2 separate regions of the Mus musculus genome follow, and region 2 is linked to region 1. The links are chromatin contacts, called in public HiChIP or PLAC-seq maps. All regions are on one chromosome and are shown on one strand. The core of a region is the stretch at or near the end of the contact, and the rest is flanking DNA. Distances in the headings are between cores, read along the strand shown.

Region 1 (4,300 bases), core at 1,251-3,750:
CAAATTGTGCCAGCAAAGGATCTAAGCTGTACTGGACTTCGTGTGTTGGACATCTGCTATTCCCTCAGCTGCTGCTGCCATAGACCAGTCTGTGCTCGTCCTCAACGCAGCTCCAAATATCATTTTTTCTCTCTCACCAACATGGAAATATATTTATTGCTTAAAATGTAACAAATAACCAGTATTTTTAAAGTGTATATATATAATTTATGTGTAAATATTATATTGCAATGTAAAAATTATATTGGTTCTTATTTACCTATTTAAATCAAACTATGCAGTTTCATTTGTATTTACAGTGCTGAAGATCAAACCCAGCAAGGAGGTAATTACATAATGGCAGTGGGACCCGTATGAATAGAATCAGTATCATTATAAGAGACGCCAGAGGGGCTAGAGAGATGCTTGAAGGTTAAAGACATGTACTAGTATATAACACCTGAGTTCAGTTTCTAGCTGCCCTGCGCTCACACACATATCTCCCCTATACATAGTTAAAAATAGAGATCTTAAAAATAAATAAACAAACACATAGACAGACAGACAGACAGACAGATAATAACCCAGACAGGTAGGCTTTACCTATGAACCAGAAAGTGAGGCCTGACCAGTTGCCAGGCAAGCCGTCTACAACTGAGCTACGTTCTCAGCCCCCAATTATGTTTATTTATTTGGAAAAATATAAAATGGGAAAATTGTGTCATAGCACGTATGTATTTTGTAGCTGCCCTTGATACTCATTATACGATGGATACACTTCATATCAATAAGCAGAGATGACAATAATTTTTCAAAGCGAATAGGTTTTTAAAAATATAAAGCCAAGACTGCTAGCTCTAGAAATATAGAATAATAATAAAAATATGAATGAATAGCACAGACAGTCTACCCTTTAGATAGATGTTTTAGCAAACATTATGCATGTATACCCATGTTTTTATATTAATAGTATCAATGTTATATATAGTTTTGAAATTAAAACATTTTTTTCATAGTGACAAACACCTGTAATCCCATCATTCAGGGAGACTGAAGTGAGAGGGTCCTCAGATTTATACCAGCCCGGGCTACAGCAAGGTGTTGTCTCCAAAAGCCAAACCAAACCAGAGCAAGCCAAAACTGGAGACCTTTGGCCATCCCTCTATGTTACTGCAGCATGAATTTAATCTTTCTAATGACAACAGAGTCTTTTATGAGATTATGACTTGTCTAGTTCTCAGGATTATAAACAGGACAGCAGTGAGCATCCTTAAACTCAAGAGCCCTGTACTGTCTGGAGTAAGAAGTAAACTGGACCACTAGGACATGGTATTTGCAAACTCCCTCATTGTCCCAATTTTGTTGAAACAAACAGACAGACAAACAAAACGCAAAGCAGCAGGAAGTTGTACACTCAGCCGAGGTTCACAAGGGTTCTTTCTGGGCGGAAGGGGCAGGTGTGATTTTGTTTGTTCATTAACTTGTTCTTCTGTCCTTTTCTAGTGTGTCTAACTGCCTTTCTTCATTTTGTCGGATTTTCTACCTTGCACAAGGAATGTTTTGAAATGATGCTAATGTCACACTTGGAGGTACACCTGCTGGTTTCCTCTTCAACAAGAAATTTTCCAATCCCTGCCCCAGGGTGCTCAGGACTCTGGATTTAGCAAAAGGGCAAACGACCCCCCACAGTCATTCCACCAGGACGCAAAAGATTGCCTGGAGAGAGAGCTTGAGGCAGGGTGTGGTGGCTGACAGCATCCTCAGAGAGTACAACAAGCAAGGCAGTCCCTGGTACCACGTCACTGGGGCTACGTGGTTTTCAGCTCGTGCAGGAGAAGCACTGAAGCATGCTTGGGGGTTAGCAAGCATAGAAGCCCTGTCTTCCGTTTCCGGGCAAGAGCTCTGTCTGCATTGGCTTTACCCTGACCCAGCCCAATAGTAAGTCGGCTGCTGCTGGGTACCAAGCTTCACCGGCCCCAAGAAAGTCCGAAAGGACACGGAGTGGGACGCATACAGTGTTTCCATAGAGGTCACAGACAAGTGTGGGTGGCTGCTCTGAGCTAGCTGAGTGCTAAGACACTTCCTCTTTCATTTGTGCGTCTCCTACAGGCCGACACCTTCCCACCCCACCTTAGACACTGGAAAAAAAAAGGGGGGGGGGCAAATAAAAAATAAAAAAGCTAAGCCTTTTTCAGAAGGAGCTGTATACCACGGGTCTGAGCCTCGGTTGGGGAAGTTGTTGGGGGAGTCATGGGCGTCCTCCAGTGGTCACAGGGGCCACTACCCTGAGGCTTGTTCCCCTCACCCATTCATACACTAAACCGCTAACTTTTTCTTGCAGGTGATGTTCTTAAAGTGAAAAAACAACGAAAAGGCTGACCTCCCTTTCAGTTTGGGCTGACTGTATTCACACACAGTTCATGTGGACGTTTCAGATTTTGTATATAAATCGCAGACACATACGTGGATATGTGCGTCTCTACGTTTTCATATCAGACAGCGACAGGTTTTAGGAACCGTCCGTCAGAGGCACAAAAAAACAACTCACCTCATATGACATCAAAGGACACCCAGAGGCCACAAGACCCAAGGGCTCCCTGACGACTTAGCAATCTGTAGCTTGCCTGCCCGCTGATAAGCATCTATTTTGCTCCAGTAAACAGTAGACCCATAACACGCGTTCCGGGAAACAGTAATTGAAGTCACAAGTCATAAATAATAAAGGAGAGTGAGAGAAAAAAAATCCTCTTTTAACTTAATGGACTAAAAGATATCTTGCTTTTCATTTTTGCTAATGGCCCTTCTCCCTGGGCACTCCCAAAGCTAGCCCATTATGGAAGAATCTAGAAGTAGATAGTCCAAGACATTAGCTGTTTGGAACAAAAACTGTGTTGTTCTGGGATCTATGGTTTCTCTGCGTGATGCTGTTTGGTCCCCATGGCCTCTGAGTTCTAGGCCTCGGTGGGCAGGTTGGTTCTCTGCAGTGGAGGGAGAAGATGGTCAACTCCTTCTCCTTCACACGCAGCCTTTGCTTTGAGCATAACTGAAGCGTAGGTTCAAATTGTTTTTATCAAATCATTATTTTCTATCTTCCTGCCTCCCTGTTGCTATATGGTGCCAGCATCTTATTTCCTGCATTACAACACCCACCCCCCCATCTGCTGTACCTACCTTTAGGCTGTTACCCGGCTTGTCTTGTCTATAACCCTAAATTACCCACCTGTTCCTGCTTCCTGACCAAGCAAAGTTTCATTTCCTCAGGGCAGTGCTAAGGGCTGGAGAAAAAACGAGGGTAGTGGATGCCATGTTTTATAAACAAGAAAAAGAAGCCACGGGTATGTTTGATGGAGGTGTGGTATGGTGTGGGGGAAGGGGGTGCCTCTGGGGGCCCATGCTGAGGCATTCCTTCTCCCTGAGGTACCAACCACATGGAATAGAGTTTATCTTTATCTAGGGCATGGGGAAGGGAGTTGAGGGGGTAGTAGAGACAGAGAAAGGCAGAGAGAAGGGAGGAAGAGGGAAAGGGAAAAGGAGAGGAGGCAGGCCATGACACTTGGAAAGAGAGTGGGAGGGGAGTGGGGAGAGAAGAGACAGGGAGAGAAGAGAAGAAGGGAGTAAGAAGAGCAAGAGAGAGAGGAGGGGGTCAAGAAGAGCCTTTTATAGTGAGTCAGGCACACCTGGCTGTTGCCAGGTAACTGTGGGGCGGAGCCTAGAAGAAATGCTAACAGTAGATATCAGCTAAGGGCCGGAGAAAAAGAGAAATATAATGGACATGAATTCATACTAGGGAGTAAATGGTTGAGAACTTCTTAACCTCATGTTAAAATAGGTTAGCCTAAAATAGATTAAAATAGGGTGTAATGATCCATGCCTATAACCCCAGTGCCAGGAACGGACAGGCAGGAGAACTGCCTTGAGTTCAAGGCCCACCTGGGCTGGCTTTCTAGCAAGTTCCAAGCCAGTCTGAGCTACAGAAGAAGAGTTTAGCCCAAATAATAAAATAAATAAATATAAAAATAAAATTAAAAAAAGCATAAAACATACTGGTCGTGAGGCTTGAAAGCTGTGCAGCAGAACGTAACATGGAGGCAGTAGTCTGGAGAGATGGCGTGGCACCTCAGTGTGTGCTGGTCTTGGAAAGGGCATGGATTTGGTTCCAGGCACCTAATCAGTTGACAACCACCTGAAACTCCAGCTCCATGGGATTGGATGCCCTCTTCTGGCCACCACAGGCACCTGCACTCATGTGCACATATCTACCCACAGACATACACATAATTAAAAAAAAAAAAACTAGTAATTTCAGACTCAGACTTTTAGG
Region 2 (4,300 bases), core at 887-3,386, 340 kb after region 1:
TGCAGTCACCAGCATGGTTTCTGGGCCTCTGCTCTTATTTTATGGTCTCCCTTTAATCCAGCAATTTAAGGTTGGGAATGACAAACCTTTACCAACTCCCGAATTCTAACTGAAGTCAGGGGTTACGTTTCCTGCCTAACCCTCTTAGGTCTTTGGATGTCCTCCAGGAGCCTTCTTCCCATCTACAGACTCTTCTTCACACTTGATATGTTCCTTTACCTTTTCCTCCACCAACACAACAAAATAAACTCCACAGAAGCTAAACAGTGTCACCTTATGTGACAGAATTCATACATTATGGGGTATAACTTTCTGATTTCCCTGGTCTCTTCCCTCAGAACTTTAGAGTTTAGAATTTCAGTCCTGCCTCTATTTACCTTACCAGAAGATTAACATCCCCTTTCGTGTATACTATATAAGGATAGCATATAAAAGATAAGAAATAGACAATTTTGTTTCTTGGTATAACATGCAAATAAATAGAAATTAGTATTGGTCACATAACTAATAGTAGCAAACTGTATTTTGAACTGAAACATAGGCCAAGAAAAACATGAGGATAAATGGAGTTAAGGTGTTTTTAGGTCTTCACTGTTCCTAGAAAGAGGATCAATGCCTCACTTGGATTGTGCTTTGATAATTCACAAGTATATATACAACACTTAAAGATTGATGTGTGTAGCTTCATATTAATAGAGAAAAGACAGGACAATAAAAACCCATCCCTACCTGCAAAGTCAAGGAGACAAAGAGGGGTCAATGAATATGTTTTTAAAAAAAGTACACATTGAGTGGTTAGAACATTTATGACTATTATGGGCTGCCTTGTGTCCCCTGGTTCACTTGTTCAGGCTGAAACTCTCAATATCTGAGAGCCTGGCTCCAATGGGAGTTAGGCCAGTTGGCAGTAAGTATGGCTGCATGTAGTCATTAGGGTGAGCTTTTAACCTAAAAATTATCTTTTAAGGAGAAGGTACAAGAGCATACACTCAGAAGAGAGACCCTATGATGACAAAGGAAGATGGTAGCCATAACTAAGCTGGGACACGTTGCCTGAGAAGAGACAACCTCTTGCTCTCAGATAGGTGGTCTCTATCACTGCCAGAGAACAAATACCAATGGTTTGGGCTAGATATCTGGTGGGAAGAAGCTCTGATAACTATGATAACTGTTTAGAGTTGTTAGTATTTACGTCAGATGTGGATTGTCTGTCCCATTTGAAAGACACAAACTGGAAGTGGTTAGATACCTGGAGACATTTTTTATGCTATGACTGTACCAGTGGGCACCGCTCAGCAAGCAGTGAAGTGTTGTAGCATCCAGACTCTATAGTTGGGTGTCATGCTTGGTGGCTTATCTCCTTCAACAGCCTTCGTGGTATCTCCTGGAACTGTGAGCGCTAACCATCATGGAAGAGACTTGAAGTTCAGTTCCTACTTGCTTCCTTTGGGCTCTATATCCAGAGTGTGTAGTGTCTTCAGCAATGGTCTTACTGTTTAGTCCCATTTGGGATCCAAGAGTGATGACAGTAGTTTATGTTGTTAAGGAAGCCTCTGAGGGATATGGTACATACCAAAATCTTGTAGGGAGGCATCCTGTACCTGGCGCTGGGATTTTTCTTAGAAAGACTTGACTTCTGGGAGCAGCCTTAAGCATCAATGGAAAATCATTACAATCAAGCTTACCCCTTTAAAATCATGGTTTAGCTAGTTTATAAAATAATAGACTTCTTTTTAAAAAATAATTTTATTTTTGAGAGTATAATTATATAATTTCTTCCTTTCCTTTTGTCTCTCCAAACTCTCTCATGTGCCCCATCCTTGATCTCTTTCAAATTTATAGCCTCTTTTTCTTTAGTTGTTGAGAAACACACACACCCTTCTCAGATCATATGACCTCTCTCTCTCTCTCTCTCTCTCTCTCTCTCTCTCTCTCTCTCTCTCTCTCACACACACACACACACACACAGAGATATATGCAATCTTACGACAAATGTCTTGTCTTCTGGCTGATTGAATCTTTCCATCCCTTCTTTTGCAATGATCCATGAGCCTTAAGTGTAGGAGTTGTTTTGTAGATGTATCAGTTGTGACTGGGTTTCACAATTCATTTTGATCGGATGTGGTTTTCTGCAGTGGTCTCTGTCTGTTGCAAAGAGAAGTTTCCTGGAAGAGGGGTGAGACCTGCATTTACCTGTGGGTATAAGGACAAACATTTAGAATGCAGCTAGGGATCATACTGGTTTAGTAGAGTGGCATTTGTGGGCTCTCTTCCAGGAACCATGGCCTCACTAGCCCTTGGCAGTTGGCAAGGTTTCCAGTACCAGGCAGGCTTTTCCACTTGTTGTTTGGGCCTTAAGTCCAATTAGAGAGCTGCTGGTTACTGCCAAGGTAAGTGTTCCAACCTTGTCTCAGGGTTTTACTGATGTGAACAGACAGGATGACCAAGGCAACTCTATCAAGGACAACATTGAATTGGGGCTGGATTACAGGTTCAGAGATTCAGTCCCTTATCATCAAGGCAGGATCCTGGCAGCATCCAGGCAGGGATGGTACAGGAGGAGCTGAGAGTTCTACATCTTGTTCCAAACGCAAATAGGAGAAGACAGGCTTCCAGGCAGCTAGGACGAGGGTATTAAAGACCATTCCCACAGTGACACACCTACTTCAACAAGGTCACACCTCCTAATAGTGCCAGTTTTCCTTTGCCAAGAATATACAAACCATCACATTCCATTCGCTGGAACCCATAGGGTTGTTCAAACACAGGAGTCTATGGGGGCCATATTGAGTCATAGCATAATGGAAAAAGTACATTTAATCCAACTTCCAAAGTCCCCATAGTCTATAGCAGTCTGAACAATGTTAAAAGTCCAAAGTTCAAAGTGTCTTCTGAGGTTCATCCAATCACTTAACTGTAATCAGCAAAGCGAGTCAGGAAACCAGCTGGGCAAACAGCAATCCCTCTCATGTCTGTCTTACCTTGCATTCATGAATGAAGATCACTTATGGGCTTCTTCTCATCTAGCTCCAGACTCAGTATGTTTCAGATGTGAAACATACACATCTTAAAAATAAGTAGATGATGGACCTTCAGCTGTGCTAGGGTTCAAATATGGTTCAATCACCTGGAATCTTGTAAGCCTCTCTTCTCAACTATTGAACGCATCCTAAATTTTGTTCAACATTACAGTGAGGTTTTGAGACAATTTATCTTTCCATAAATTTACACCAGAATAGTATACCACCAGAATATCAATCCCATAATGTACTTCTCAGTGAGGAAAGTGATGGCTTGGAAAAGGACTGCGGTCCAGTAGGGGTTGGGCAATCAGCTAGCTCCCTGTAAGTGGTTACTTCCGAATAGCTGATTCTTAAGATGGAAGCTCAGTGAATAATGGTTGACTAAAGATAACGAAGAAGCTGAAATGTCTAAACTGTACCCCGATGACTCGATTGGCATCGGCTTAGACACCTAACTGAGCTGCTGGCTTATGGAGAGATTTGCCTATCTCTTTGCCCCGCCCCCGCCTTTTGTTCAGCTGTCAGATTTTTTTTTTTTTCTGCTTGTAAACAGCTGATGGAGAGTGGAAGCTGAGGATAGCCTACAGCTGTCTCAGAAAGTGCTGAGGAGCGGGATGTTGTGAGTTCATCTACCCTTTGTTTATGTGTGTGCTTGCAAAGAGATCAGAGAAAGAGAGGGTAGGAGAAAGGAAGAAAGGAGGGTGGAAAGGGGAGTGGGAAGTGGAGAGAGAAAAGTGCCATAAATAATAAAATAGTTCAGTTTCAATCTTCCTGGATTCATTTTGTCTATTGAGTTAGGACAAGAGTAGGTGAAGCTTAGCGCGCGCGCGCGCGCGCGCACACACACACACACACACACACACACACACACACACACACAACCTTTGATAAGTGTAAAAAGGATACTTATCATGTCACCATAGGGTTAACATTTATAGCTCCAGTCAATAGTGAGCCTGAGGTTTTTTTTTTTTCCCAAGTCCCTGGAGGAGGCGTTTTGATTGCATTTCTGGGATCTTGCCCTGGCTTCCTTTAGCTTCCCAGGGCTGTGATCTCTGTAGAAAGAACTCAAAGGAGATGCACAGGAGGTAGATTAGAAGACAAGCAGGGCTTATTACAGAATCATATGCAGCCCTGTCAAGGGTAGAAGAGGGCAATGATTGCCTGTCAATGTGGAAACAGCGCTCCCCTCAAAGAGAGTAAGAGTGTTTATTCTGGAGCTGAACACGAGTGACCATAGCCCATGGGCACAAATGCAGGTTACCCGAACACTGTGT

Evidence for each region. HiChIP or PLAC-seq counts read pairs in DNA pulled down with a chosen protein or histone mark.
Region 2: a BATF HiChIP or PLAC-seq map of CD8 T cells shows a contact between it and region 1, with 6 read pairs. The contact joins two enhancer-like sites. A contact is called at or near these places in 1 of 39 promoter capture datasets (hippocampal neurons) and 1 of 115 datasets of contacts at active chromatin or transcription factors (CD8 T cells).

The regions. Positions count from the first base shown.
Region 1 is chr11:109,418,246-109,422,545 of GRCm38.p6, forward strand. No RefSeq gene overlaps it. Among named protein-coding and RNA genes, the nearest start is that of Amz2, 5.6 kb to the right of the region's middle. Within about 2 kb of position 2,501, at least 129 of the 459 cell types and tissues checked have an H3K27ac peak or open chromatin away from gene starts, as enhancers often do. A contact at or near this core is called in CD8 T cells, where this site is marked.
Region 2 is chr11:109,756,680-109,760,979 of GRCm38.p6, forward strand. No RefSeq gene overlaps it. Among named protein-coding and RNA genes, the nearest start is that of Gm42093, 24 kb to the left of the region's middle. Within about 2 kb of position 2,137, at least 17 of the 459 cell types and tissues checked have an H3K27ac peak or open chromatin away from gene starts, as enhancers often do. A contact at or near this core is called in CD8 T cells, where this site is marked.